2 separate regions of the Pan troglodytes genome follow, and region 1 is linked to region 2. Evidence: chromatin contacts called from public Hi-C data. All regions are on one chromosome and are shown on one strand. Each heading gives the region's core, a stretch centred on a gene start, on an enhancer-like site or on the middle of the called end of the contact. The rest is flanking DNA. Distances are from core to core; before and after follow the strand shown. Region 1 holds the start of SIX1 (SIX homeobox 1). Region 2 holds the start of SIX6 (SIX homeobox 6).

The links. Hi-C and Micro-C count contacts between places; a contact is called where the count stands out from the background.
Region 1: a Hi-C map of induced pluripotent stem cells shows a contact between it and region 2, with 5 times the contacts expected there. The contact joins the promoter of SIX1 here to the promoter of SIX6 in region 2. A contact is called at or near these places in 2 of 7 Hi-C or Micro-C datasets (both in induced pluripotent stem cells).

What each region holds. Positions count from the first base shown.
Region 1 is chr15:58,644,513-58,652,042 of NHGRI_mPanTro3-v2.0_pri, reverse strand. SIX1 (SIX homeobox 1) reads left to right here and starts at 1,869. Exons shown (of 2, transcript XM_509988.8): 1 at 1,869-2,760; 2 at 4,809-6,686. The coding sequence starts at 2,201. The coding sequence ends at 5,103.
Region 2 is chr15:58,504,370-58,511,233 of NHGRI_mPanTro3-v2.0_pri, reverse strand. It overlaps SIX6 (SIX homeobox 6), which reads right to left and starts at 4,356. Exons shown (of 2, transcript XM_522870.8): 1 at 3,499-4,356; 2 at 1,663-2,385. The coding sequence starts at 4,070. The coding sequence ends at 2,217.

The DNA of each region.
Region 1 (7,530 bases), core at 620-3,119, 140 kb before region 2:
GCCTAGGGTAATGAAATATCAGCATCTGCTTCCAAGATCTAATTGCATGGAATAAGCAAGAGTTTCAAGGATGCAGAAAGCATTATGTTCAGCAGAGAAGCAGCTTCCTGTCTACTTGGAATCTCCCATGTGGCAGCCCTGAGGTGGGAACCCTTTATGAGTTTAGAATGTATGTTGCGGGTGCACTGTACTGGGTGCATCATTTTAAAACCATATTAATAATAAAAGGGGAAACCCAGACATGCTTCTCCTTCTCCCACTTGCATCTCAATATGCAAAAGATTCTGTAGTGCTGGGCTCTTTGGCTAAAGGAATCAAAACATATTTGAAGAAGACAAGCCAGTTTAAGGAGCCTACAGTTTGTTCTTCACCACTCACTAAGAGGGCACATTGAAATCAAAAGCATTTTTGAAGTGTACTTAGAATTCTGTTTTGAACTTATCTAATCAGAGATAAGTATAGTCACAAAGTCACTCTCCTTCCACCATTTGGCTTCCCTTATCTCCACGCATTGTTCTTATCTCCTGCTAGTCTCAGCTACTGACAATAGATTATCTTTGTTTAGAGAGGCTAATTGTTTTCAAAATCTTTTTAATAATTGCTTTGGAACTAGGTGTGCAAATGAGGCTTAAGATAATTACAACTTCATTTGTTTGTGCAGTTTTACTAAGCATTCTCCACACATAAACAAAACAGCAGATGATGGGACTTAAATTGCAGTGCATCTCTCATTCCCTGGCAGCAAAATAGGCCAGCATTGCAACACACACACACACACACACACACACACACACACACACCTCTTTATTTAATCTTCTTGGAGCCGCTGTCGTTCTCGCTTTGAGGGCAGTGTCCCTCTCAGAGCAGGGTAAGGATTATATTACAACCGGACGGTTATTGGAGCCGGGCACAGTTTTATTTAATTTACACCACATCCAGCGCCTTTCGTACGAGGTTCCCAAAGCATTTTTGCTAATAGCAAGTAAAGCCTCGCGGCATTCCTCAGTAGCAGAGGTGGCACTGCAAAACACAACCGCACAGATGGGGAAATTGAGTCCAGAAGCTTCAGGAACCTGCTGGTTTCAATCGCAGAACATTAAGATACCAAATCACAAATGAACGCTCGGAGTCTCTAGGTGCTCAGCAAGTATGCTCTAAACAGCTCTCTGCCTGGTCTCAAATCATGGAGGTCTTTTGTGAACGAGGGAAACGCTGTCCGACTGGGAGTACTTGTGCCCTTTGGAGGGTGGTGTGCAGCAGTGGGGGGAGGACAGTGGGAGTTGGTGGGGGGAGGGAGGAGGAAATAGGGTTGGACTCCTCGAGCTGAAGCCAACCCGAAGAGAAGCCACTCTTCCAGAGGCTGCATGCGCGGACCCTGGTCTGCTCTTGAATTATTTATCGCGTTCCATAAGCTATTCATCAATCCATTATTTATTCATTCCAACATTAAAGTAATTAAATATGAGCTCACCGGGAGAGGGCAAGTCTGCAAGGGATGAGGACAAGAGTACGGAGGGAGAGGGGAGGAATTAAGGTTTGGAGTCATTGATTTGTGCGGAGTTGTGCGCGACTCCCCTTAGGTGATACTGGCGACGGGTCCCGCGTTGCAGGGTCCTGACGCGCTCACCCGCTCCCTACCTCCCCACACCTCCGCAGCGCAGCTCCCTCAGACCCCAACTGGCTTCCCACCTTTCCTCTTCCTTCTCCTCCCACCACTCCCTACCCGCGCAGCCCCGGCAACACCCCCAACCCCCAGCTCCGCAGCCTCGCCCTCCCCGCTCTGGGCGGTGCGGCCTCTCTGCCCAGCCGGGCGGCGCGCTGGCTGGCCAGCCCCGGATAGGCGCCGCCGGCAGCCAATCAGCGTGCCGGGGACGCTGCGCGCTTTAAGGCCGCTGCGGGGAGAACAGAAACCAAGTTCCCCGGCAACTAGCAGCATCCACCGGGCGGGAGGTCGGAGGCAGCAAGGCCTTAAAGGCTACTGAGTGCGCCGGCCGTTCCGTGTCCAGAACGTCCCCTACTCCTCCGCCTTCTCTTCCTTGGCCGCCCACCGCCAAGTTCCGACTCCGGTTTTCGCCTTTGCAAAGCCTAAGGAGGAGGTTAGGAACAGCCGCGCCCCACTCCCTGCGGCCGCCGCCCCCTGCCTCTCGGCTCTGCTCCCTGCCGCGTGCGCCTGGGCCGTGCGCCCCGGCAGGCCCCAGCCATGTCGATGCTGCCGTCGTTTGGCTTTACGCAGGAGCAAGTGGCGTGCGTGTGCGAGGTTCTGCAGCAAGGCGGAAACCTGGAGCGCCTGGGCAGGTTCCTGTGGTCACTGCCCGCCTGCGACCACCTGCACAAGAACGAGAGCGTACTCAAGGCCAAGGCGGTGGTCGCCTTCCACCGCGGCAACTTCCGTGAGCTCTACAAGATCCTGGAGAGCCACCAGTTCTCGCCTCACAACCACCCCAAACTGCAGCAACTGTGGCTGAAGGCGCATTACGTGGAGGCCGAGAAGCTGCGCGGCCGACCCCTGGGCGCCGTGGGCAAATATCGGGTGCGCCGAAAATTTCCACTGCCGCGCACCATCTGGGACGGCGAGGAGACCAGCTACTGCTTCAAGGAGAAGTCGAGGGGTGTCCTGCGGGAGTGGTACGCGCACAATCCCTACCCATCGCCGCGTGAGAAGCGGGAGCTGGCCGAGGCCACCGGCCTCACCACCACCCAGGTCAGCAACTGGTTTAAGAACCGGAGGCAAAGAGACCGGGCCGCGGAGGCCAAGGAAAGGTACGCGGCGTGCTTCCCGCGACTCGGGCGACCCCAGGAAGCCGTCCTTTCTCCTCCGCCCCCTCCCGCCCCCGCAGGCACCAGCCACCAAGTCCTCCCCGCCGGCCGGAGCCCGTCCACGGGGCGGCGCGCAGGCCCTCCGCGGCGCTGCAGCGAAAGTTCATGAACTCTGAGGTTCCTTGCTAAGGATGGGGCCTCATTTGCTTTGAGCACCCGCGCGTGGGTTTCTCTGGGATGTGAGTGTCGGGAAATACTGGCGCTAGGTTTGGTCTTCATGCCTCCCTGGCTGGCCGCGGCTATGAGTGGTGGGTGGAGAGTGAGTTTCTAAATCAACGGGCAGTGAAATGTTGATTGGTGTCGCAAGGAAAGGGGTTTGGTGGGAGCTGAGGTTCGCGAACCTCTCTCCTCTTGCTCCCCAGAGGGGTGAAGCTGGCCTGAGACATTGGCTCTGCCCCCACTCCTGCCCGGTTCTCCACAGCTCTCTCTTGATAGTCTTTTGGTTTAGAGGTAGCCTGCTTCATTTCTCACTAGCTGGACAAAGGGAGGAGTCTTTTAAAGATACAACAAAAAGAGAGCTTTGGGGAGAGTTGGCGCTGCATTTACTCCCCGGCGCCCCAAATTAAGAAAGGGTTGATCCTCGCCGTGCTCGCTCGCGCGTGGCCCGGCACTGCAGCCCGTCGGTCTGGCTGACCGCGCCGCATGCCCAGACGAGGAAAGGGTCTCCAGTCGCAGCCCTCTCTCGCACTGGAGCTCACAAGGCAATATTTAAAAAATTGGTCTCTACCTTCCCCCACCTCGGGGCAACACCTTCGGCCACCTAGGCAGGCTCCTTCTGTTCTCTATAGAGTTTCGGACAGAGATTCAGAAGGACGGTGGGGAGGTGGCTGTGGCGGGGAGAGCGCTCCGCGAAGCCAAAGAGTTTGGGGGAAAACCTGAGCGCAGGGGCCGGTTAGGTTTTCCTTTGTTCGCTTCCAAGACTAGGGGCCGAAGATCTTGCTTCCTTTCTTGTCTTGGTGGAAAACCAGAGCCAGGATAAATTCTGCTGAAATGGGCTTGTCGGGAGACAGAGACTGTGAGGATAAGGGGAAAGAAAGGAGACAGACAGGCGCTAGGAGTCGGGAGGACTGACGAGCACTCGGAAGGCGGAAGCGGCGAGGGAAGCGAAATCCTGAAGTTAACCGGTACCGAGTGCCGGGACTGACGCCCCAGCGCGCCGCGCCCGCTGGCAGCCTGTGCGGGGCGGCGAAGTTTCCCCTGCCCAGAAAGGATGGGTTGGGGTGGGTGTTGGTAGGAAGTTTGAGAGGGGGACACGAGGGGCTGAAGAGTTAGCGAGTAACACAGGAACAGGGATTGTATGGTTGCAGTTAGCCTTTAGTTACAAAACGGCCGTCCTATAAGCCAGGCCCGAGGGCCGACTCCAGATGAAATCAGAGACTGGCTGCGCTCCCTGTGTTTACTCAGGTCACTGGGCCGCGCTGGGCACCACTTCCCATGACCTGTTCTGTGTCTGCAAAACCACCAACTCTGGGCGGGGGCAGGAAAACGGGATGTTTAATTGTCTCCTCATATGCGAACAAGGCAATGGACTTGATTCACCCCAAACATTTGTGCGTTGGACTCTGTCCTCTATCATTTCTTTATCACCAATATCTATTTATTGAAAGATTTTCAGTTACATTTAAATATGTTGCTAGTTTATATGTATTTAAATGTAACTGCTTGAACAAAATTTAAAACATATATTTTGTATGTTTCAAATAAATCCTGCTAATCTATCACTTTCTGAAATCTGGAAGAGAAAAGGACCTGGCTCCTAACAGGAGGCTCTGTCCGTAGCTCTCCATTTCTCCAGGTTCCTCTGACTCCTCACCTCCCCCATTACCCTTGGGGAGGGGTGGAAGGGTAGAGCTCCTCCATTTGGGTTGGTGACAGATTGCACAATGGCCCTTTCCTCCTTCCAGCTCCCCTCCCTCCATCTCACACTTTTTTTTTTAACCTACTTTTTTTTTTTTTTTTTTAACCATATGGTGTTGTCCTCTATTTCTTAGGGAGAACACCGAAAACAATAACTCCTCCTCCAACAAGCAGAACCAACTCTCTCCTCTGGAAGGGGGCAAGCCGCTCATGTCCAGCTCAGAAGAGGAATTCTCACCTCCCCAAAGTCCAGACCAGAACTCGGTCCTTCTGCTGCAGGGCAATATGGGCCACGCCAGGAGCTCAAACTATTCTCTCCCGGGCTTAACAGCCTCGCAGCCCAGTCACGGCCTGCAGACCCACCAGCATCAGCTCCAAGACTCTCTGCTCGGCCCCCTCACCTCCAGTCTGGTGGACTTGGGGTCCTAAGTGGGGAGGGACTGGGGCCTCGAAGGGATTCCTGGAGCAGCAACCACTGCAGCGACTAGGGACACTTGTAAATAGAAATCAGGAACATTTTTGCAGCTTGTTTCTGCAGTTCTTTGCGCATAAAGGAATGGTGGACTTTCACAAATATCTTTTTAAAAATCAAAACCAACAGCGATCTCAAGCTTAATCTCCTCTTCTCTCCAACTCTTTCCACTTTTGCATTTTCCTTCCCAATGCAGAGATCAGGGGGAAAAAAAAAAAAAACCCAAACAAACAAAAGCACCCAGGCACCCAGTCTGAGTTCTGGGCAACTGATACGCCTGTTTCAGCAGCCTTTCTTTTTTTTCAATGAATGGGAATTGCAAATCAACTGGATTTTCATTATTTCTTTTAATTTATATATGGAGAAATGTGAAGAGGGAAAGGAAATGGAAAGAGAAAGAGAAAGGGAGATAAAAATAGTGAAAATAAGAGCCTCCAGGCTCAGAAGAACTGATTACATTCTTAAGGTGAACAGGAAAAATACAATCTATAACTTTCTTTGATGAGGAAAAATTAAGTTTACATTTTTCATATTTAGTGTTAAACAATTTAATGTAGATTAAAATAAAAGACCAGTATTAGGAGGAAAAAACAAGTGCCTAAATGTCTTAATGCTCTCTATGTGAGACAGAAATAGACGTGACCATTAGTAATGCAACTATTTTTGTCAAATTTAGTGGGATTTTTTGGTTGTTGTTTGTTTTCTTGGGTTTTTTTTTTTTTAATGACAAACTCTAAAAATGTACCAATGTGAAAAAACACTTTCCTGAATGCCATTACTCATGCCCTCAAAGCTTTCATATCTGTAGCCTACTCCTGTAAAGGGTTTCTCCTGTTTCTAGTTTCTAGTTTGCAAAGGTATGCCAACGAATCTGGCAACCTGGTATTTGTTACTAAAACAGCATGTGTTTTCAGGTTTCTTTTCTATTGTACCTAAAGCAGTCTAAATTAAAACTTAGTAGAACACCAGGAGTATGATTCTGTTTCTGAAAGGTGAGTGGTGTATTGCTGTCATTGGGCCCTTTTTTTTTTTTTTAAATATATTTTTCTTTCTTACTTAATGGTGGCTGTGAATTGCAGGGTACTTTGAAGGCCATCATCTGAACCAAGAGTAGTAACTAGATTAATTATATGACAGAAAGAGTGAATTTAGCCTTGGGGTATTTATTAACTTCTATTATTTAGATATGCAATTTTGTTTACCACTATCTCTTCACAGCATTCATATGTTAACTAAACTCTTTTGTGTTAACAAGTTTATGACAAGACTGTGAAAGTAAAAATAATTTATCTGCTTGAAGACAAAAAAGGGAAGGAGAACAAGGATAGAAACATTGTGAATTAATTTGTACAAATAGAAAGCAGACCAGCAGGACAGGAGCTCTTTTGCAGTGCTGCCGGATGGTGTCTAGAAAAATCCCAGTAATCATGTAGGCTCCATATTATTTTTGCCTGGGGCAAAATGATGTATCTTCTGTATTTAGCTTTTAAAATTAGTGAAACAAATGGCATTATTTATTAAAATTCTACTCAGGATAACAGGATTGGCTTGCTTGTGCTTTGTAAAATATTGTTCCCCAGGGAGAATCTATTTATTTTCTGACATGACAGTTTCACAATTTTGATTTTTTCCCATCTATAATTGTCACCATTAATATATTATTTCTTTCTTACTCTTTCCTATTTCTGTTCTGGTCTAGAAAACTGAGGTGTGCTTGGGGAAATCAAGGCCTTCTTATTTTTTAAAACTGTCAAATAGCTTTGAGTTCCAGGGAGAAATGTTCACTGTACTTAACTGTACACACTTTTACTTATAAAGTCGTTTTTCCCCCTCAGTGATGGACAGATGTGCACACAGCCACTCAGAGACCATCATTCGGTTTGGGAGCTCAGGGTCCCAATCTCCCTTGTTAGTGTTTTGGATCATTAAGTCGGTGTTTATTTAAGTCACTAGGGTGTTTATTCTCCCTGTCTTGGGCCACGGAGAAATGCCACCCTCTGCAGGAGGGGCTCTCACAGGGAATCTCCTCACATTCTTCACATTCACTCCCCAAAACAAACACCCTGCACAAAGATAGCTTTCAATGACCCTGACAGGCTTCAAAGGACGCTGCGGAAATCTCTCTGGAAAATAGGAAGGGCCAATTACTTTAATTTCTTACATGCCGTCTCTTCCTACTCCGGTGACTACCCTCCACTCTCCCAGCTCCGCCTGGGATAATTTTAGGCTCGTGGAAGTTGTGTCTCGCAGGGCGCCCCGGCCCACTTCCTGCTCCCTTAGTTGGTGAATCTTGGAAATGTCTGCAGATCCGGCGAGGAGCAAGAGGGCTGGTCCTGTAAAAGCCCCCGTGATTACTGCTTGTAAACTTGTTAAAAGGACAATTT
Region 2 (6,864 bases), core at 3,107-5,606:
ATGAGGCAAAGGAGGCACTTAGAGTGCAAAATTTAAGGAGGCACTCAATCTCATGTGCCTTGCACTTGCTGCACTTGCATAACCTTGACAGTGAGTCCCCTCCTGGCCTCACTCTAGTCCTCGACAGCCCCTCGTTGGCATTCTAGGAACTACCTGGGGCTCTAGGAAACAAAATTAAGTACTGAGGAAGCTCTACAATGGGAGCCTTTCAGGACCCACAGGAGGGCTTTTGCTTGCTTTTGGAAAGAACACCAGTTTTATCACGAAAACTTACCCACTCCTTCCATGTAAAGCTCTTGTGCAAGAGAGTTTTGATTTTCAAGAATTCTCTGGATAAGGGCCACCATACACAAGGACAACATTTATAAAGCCCAAATGAGCCAAATCTATTCAAGCGATTTAGAAACCAAAAATCAACCCTTACTCTGTCCTGGGCTTCCATTGTCTATCTTGCCGTTTGGCTGCTTTTTGTCTTCCATGACTTCACTTATTTTTGTTTGGTTTGCACTTTGGCACTTCTGCCTAAAGAAGTTAGCAGGCTTCTGATCCAAAGAACATCTTCTAAGGACAGAAAGGCAAATGGAAAAGGCTGTAATTGGGGGATGGGGAGAGTAAAGAGGGAAGTCAGCTCAAGTGATTTAAAGATCAATGTCAAATTTTATAATATGCAATCTGTTTCACTAGGAACAAAATTAGAGACTCTGGCTAGCATTTATTTTCTTAGTGCAAAGATGGTAGATGTTTTTGCGTTGTATATGCATGCATTTGTTCATGTGTAGGTGCATACATGCATGTGCACGAGGAAAAATTAAATGCTAAAAATATTTTATGTTTTAATCGAGGCCATTACCAGGACAATGAGGCCCTTGATGACTTGTTCTATGCTTAAGTCGGAGATTAGGTTTTTAAAATGCCAGTTATTTCTACAGCCTTGTTTTACCCTCAGTATGTGACATGATTACATCCTTTCCCCCATCTCAGTATCCCTCTTGTTAAAAACCATTCATTTGATTAAAACCAAATTCTGCAGCAAGAAGATGTTAGTCTAATTATTTACAACCTCTTCTATCATCTTTTGTCTTATTTTAATAATAGCTCAATCCTAAATGCAGTATATGCTCACTCTAGCATGATCATGGGTGCCTGCTGCTTTTGTATTGGAGGGGGCCTCGAAGGAGACAGAAAGCCTTTCTTGCTGCAGAGCCTGAGTCAGGATAGTTTTGCATTTTTAGAAAATAGGACTCACTTATTGAGTCCCAGAGTTTGGCTTCCTAAATTGCTCCTAAAAGCTGTTGACACTTCATGTAAACGAGTGTCAAGTGGACAAGCCATAATTACCTGTGCTGGGGATGCGGGGACTTGCCTTAGAGAGGACGCTCACATGTTGCCAATTTCTAGCCTTAAATATATCACGTGTATGCATACATACATATGTTTGTATAGGTACATACATATATGCACATACGTGTAATTTGACGTGGGAGGTGGTTATAGACCTACCATAGGTTGTTTAAAACATATACCAGGAAGCACCAAAGAAGGCAAAAGATATATAGGTAAGACCTTCTGGAGACCATTTGCTCAAGGGTCCCTGTATGCCTGGTGAAGGGAATGATATTAATAATACTAAGAAGAAAAGGAATCTGAGAGCAGCTCCCTTAATTAAGAAGGTTGCCCACTAGGTTGTTTTATTGTTTGGCTTCTCCACACAGAACCCATCACCACCAGCCTGCATGTTTAGAAACAGCAAGTTCCCCAAGCTACAGAGAAACCTACCATGGCGGTCTCTTAAATAAGTAAATAAACAGCATATATATGTTTTGTTAAAAAAAAAAAACTTTAAAGCGAAAGTTATACATATGTAACAGCGTCCTTTCGACGTGAAATACCCATGGGAGAATCTGGGCAGGCGCTCAGCTTGCAGTTCGGGTTCCGAAGGCGACTTTGCAGCAAAATCCTTAGGAAAAAGCAAAGCAAGAAGAACGTGGTGCTGGGTCAGGCCTCACCGCTGGTTCCCGTGGTCGCGGCCAAAGGGCGCCAGTGGAGCCAGGCCGGCCGCGGGGTGGCGCGGGAAACGGCAACCCGAGCCCGCGGGTCCCTGGTCACCTGGCTTCTCTGGCGCTGGATTTGCAGGTCTCTCATCTTCTTTCCCTCTTTCATTTTGTTTTTCTCATTTTTACACTGGAATCTGCTTCTGAGCATCCTGGATGGGCAACTCAGATGTCGCACTCGCTGTCGCTGGACGTGATGGAGATGGCTGAAGTGGCCGCCTTGCTGGATAGACTGGCGGCCGGGCTGGTGGCGACGCCCAGCACCTCTGGCGTGCCGTCGCCCTCCGCCCGTAGTGCCCGCCCGGAACCCTGTGACAGGACCTGCTGCTGGAGTCTACGGGGAAGAAAGGGAACACGGGTCACAGCTCGTAACACAGCCGCCCGTCGCCCGCCCCCACCACCTCCTGCGTCCCTCCAGCCCGGCGGCTAGAGGTTCTTCCGAAGACCCCAGCACTTAAGGCGAGGATTACTCGGCAAGGCGACAGAGGTCGGGCAGGAGTCCGCGGCCGCCCCTCCGCGGGTCCCTACCGTTGTGCCCCACCATGATTCGCGCCCTTTCTCAGCGCCGCAGCTCCCAGGTCTTTTATATACTGGGCTTGCAGTGTCCTCCCTGTTTGTTGTGCACTTTTGGGAGATTTACAGGACTGTCAGGAAATAAACGAAGCATGGGTGACAAGGACAGATCGGTCCCAGGGACATGGGATACCATTTCTAACGGTGCGTCTGCCTGGGGCTTACGCCTGAGCAAGTGCTCCCGCGATCGCGTTGGATCGGGTCGGCCCGACCTAAAGGCAAAAAGGATTGTAAGGAGCATTTGGGCCTGGGGGATGAGGCCGGGCTTTTCCGCAAAATGTTTGGCTAATCGAGATCCACACTCCGGGAAACGAAAAGCCTCGGCCCACGGACTAGTTTGCTGTTTTGAGACAAGAGTGGCAGGCAGCGCATGGGAAGAGGAAAACTCGACTTCCCATTTCTCAAAAGTCCATTGAAAACTGTTTTCAAAGCATTAGGGAGGGATATACCTGGGCTTTGAAAATGATAATTAACATGAAACCGACACATTGCTAATAAGCCAGGCTTCGATTAATAGTAGGAGCCTGTGCCCAGGCTGACAAGAATTAGCTTTGGGTCTTGGGGTCCCTAACGGTTTGTAGGATTTTAATTTTTTATTTCTCTTCCCCTCTCCGTCCCAGTGAAGCCTTGGTTTGGTGGCCGGGACCAGCTGCTGCAGCTGCCCGCAGGCGTGGGGAGCCAGCGGGTGGGGAAGCAGAGCCGGCAAGGGAACTCCCGGCCAGGAGCCCAGAACGCAGGGCTCTTAACCCGAGACAGACCGCGCTCCCAACTCCTGCTGAATTGGAGTCGCCAGGGACTGGGTAAGGGCGCCAGAGGTGCCTCCATCCGCCTCCTCCCCGGTGCGCTCAAAGCGCGGAGGCCTCTAGGTACCGACCTGTTCTTGGCTGCAGCCGCTCGGTCCCTTTGTCGGCGGTTTTTGAACCAGTTGCCCACCTGCGTAGGGGTCAGTCCGGTTGCCTGGGCGAGCTCACGCTTTTTGCTGGGGTTAGGGTATGGATCCTGCAGGTACCACTCGCGTAGCAGGTGCCGCGTGCGCTCCTTGAAGCAGTGTGTCTTCTGTTCGCCGTCCCAAATGGTGCGCGGCAGCGGGAACTTCTTCCTTACTCGGTACTTGTCCACAGGTCCCAGGGGCCTTCCACGCAGCTTCTCAGCCTCCTGGTAGTGTGCTTCAAGCCACAGCGCCTGCAGCTTGGCGTGCGACTCCTTGGTGAACTTGTGGTTTTCCAGGATATGATAGAGCTCGCGGTAGTTGCCACCGTGAAAGGCCACGATGGCTCGTGCGCGTAGCACCGACTCATTCTTGTTGAGGGCCTCGCAGGCCGCAGGGGCCACGGGCAGCGACCAGAGGAAGCGACCCAGGCGCTCCACATCGCCGCTCTCTTCCAGGGTCTCACATACCCCGGCCACTTGCTGGGGGCTGAAATTCAAGATGGGCAGCTGGAACATCGAGGCAGTGCCGGCGGCGGCGAGGGCACTGAGCCCGGAGCGGGACACGCAGCAGATGCCCGCGGGCCTGGCTGAGTGTGCCAGGCGCTTGTTGATGAGGCGGATTGGGGCAGCGGGACACACTACCGGGTGGCGGCGGTGGCTCAACGGCCGGGAGCGGGCGACCCCGACTGGAGGAGGTGCTGGCTGCGCGGCTTGGGGTTCGGGCTCGGCTCGGCTCAGGCACGCAGGCAGGCGAGCTGGCTCCGCTATTGGGGTGGGCGGATTGGCGGCGCGGGCGCCATGGAGACCCCCTGTCAGTCACCGGCTGGCTCTGCCAATCAAAGCTTGGATCAGCACGCCAGGACTATTTCAGCACCTCCCCGTGCTCGACAGCGCCCGCCGTTAGCCCCTGGACTTTTCTTCAGTATTTTGCAGAACCTGGAGGTTGAAAAGACAGGCGAGTGTCTGGGAGAAAAAGAGAGGCGAGTGCGGCAGCGTTCACTACTCCTCCCTCCCCCACCCCGCTCTACCCCTCCCTCCCTTTTTCCCACCAAAGAGGCAGTGATGCCACAGGAATTCAGGAATTCACTTTGGGGCGATGCGTTGTCTCGGTCGAGAGGTCTCCAGAGGACAAAGAGGACTGGGCCAAACTGAAATGCTCCGAGAATTCGCAAGTTTAGTTGTAACGAAACAGCAAACCTTGCGGTGGGAGCAGGAAGCCGGTGGGGGAAAGCGATCTTCTCATTTTTTCCCAAGTACCCATCTCTGCATGCCTCCCTCTTCCCCTTTCCAGTTGCCAAAGCAGCTGAGTGGGAAGCAAATCTGGAGCAGCAGGAACAGGACCAGGGATCTGTAGAAGAGGTCAGTTTGAACTCTAGCCTTACTCCCTTCAAAGCCCACTAAAATAATTTTAAATGCCAACAAGGACATGTTCACGTCTGATAACGCAGATGCAGACCACGAAGTCAGACACTTTAAGAAAAGAAGGGTGGGCTGTAGGGACCTCCAAATAAAGGGGGAGAAATATACTTTCTCCCCCTCCCCCAGTTTAATGGACTTGAACAAAGTGCAGCATAGCCACATCTAGAGCCGAGAAGTCATTGGTAGGTCAGGACAGCAACTTAAAAGCTTATTTCCTAGATCTTTTTAAAAATATCGACTTAACTCCTTTCCTTGCAGGCTTATTTTGCCCCTACCTTGTGTTAGAACTTATACCTCTTGAGCTGGGGATAACAACTCTAACCTTGGCATTTTAGCTCAAAAACAATTCAGTAAAAATACAATACAGAAGGGCATCCACAACAATGCAGGGGCCCAGAAAGCACTTCCTAAGCCGCTGATCATTGACCCCTCTTGTAGTGAGGAAGGAGTGGCTTGGTGGCTCTGACTTTGGGCTAGTAGAGTGAATTGGCAACTTTTATTGATTCCCAATTGGCAGTTCACATCATACCATTTTCTGAGGCCTGGGTCAAAGAAACCATGATCTCATCTGGGCCTGTGGTAGGGGTTTGTTTAGTTTGAAGAAAATAACTGGTAGGGGGCTGTATAACAAAAACGCCAGGAAAACCGTTTTGGGGAAGTCCATCCCTAGACAGAAATCAGGTGAGAACGTTCACAGCCGAACTGGACTGGACCCGACTGTCTTTTCTTTAGTATCAAGTACAATTTGTATGCGGCTTGTACAGATCTGGTAAATCAGAAGGCAGATAGATAGCACAGATGGTTGGAGGTGTCGGGTCAGATCACGCCACGCCTGAGTGCAGGGCAAAGCTCGTTCTGACGGAAAACCCTGATATTATTTTCACAGATCTTCACAGTTCACTCGAAAAAAATAGCAGAGGGGAAGAAAAAAGCCCTGAAACCATTTACATCATTTCTGTGAGATTGTCAACCGCCTCAACGGAGAGGCTTTCTTTTCTAAGAGTTCATTTTCTTGAAATACGACAAGGCAGGGGCAAAATAAAGAGGGCGATGAAGATAATGACAAAGCATAAACCTTCTTTCCCTTGGAGCGACTTCCGAATCAGCCGGAAGGACAACTTTTAGAAAGAAACATCGCATACAAGGGCCCCGAACACGCAGGCGGAGGAGAATCCGCGGTGCAGAAAAAGAGGGCCTCGGTGGCCGGGCAGGGATGAAGCCGGACCCGGGAGGGCTGCGATCCCGGAGCTTCTGGCCAGGGAAGGAAAGCACCCCCTTGCTCCAGTTTGCAGAGGTTTATTTTCCCTCTCGGGATGGTTACTCTGCCGGCTATTGCTCGCGAAATTGCTTGGCGCTCACCCTTAGCGCGCAGAAGAGGCGGTGGGGTCCGCGGAGACCTTACAGCCCGCGAGCCGAGCCGAGAGCCGACCCCGATCCCAGCGCCTAGCTGCTGAGGTGGGAGAGGTTGTCCATGCCCCAGGAGACCACACGTCTCCCTCGCCCTTTTGCTGAACAGTTTGGAAGCGGCACATTCGGGGAGAGCTGGTTTCTTACCCTTAATCTTTGTGAGCAAGTGGACAGTCTAGGGGCCCCATCCAGGAAATGGGAATATTTATCCCATGGCCCATTTCTTGGATAATAGTTCTGCAAATAATTAGATGAGGGCGCTTTAGCTTCTGCGTGTCTGAGGCTCGCGGGCAACTGGAACTGAGAGTCTGAGTTGGCCTCGCGGGAGCCGCCAGAAGGGTGCGGGCTGCGTGTGGCAGAGTAGGAGCACTGTCTGGTGGCTCGGCAGGAAGGTACTGAGAAGCGCCTGGAGGTTGGGGACTACTATCAGGAGATCCATCTTCGCCATCGCAAGGGACTTGATTTAATTTTATTAACCCAAAGG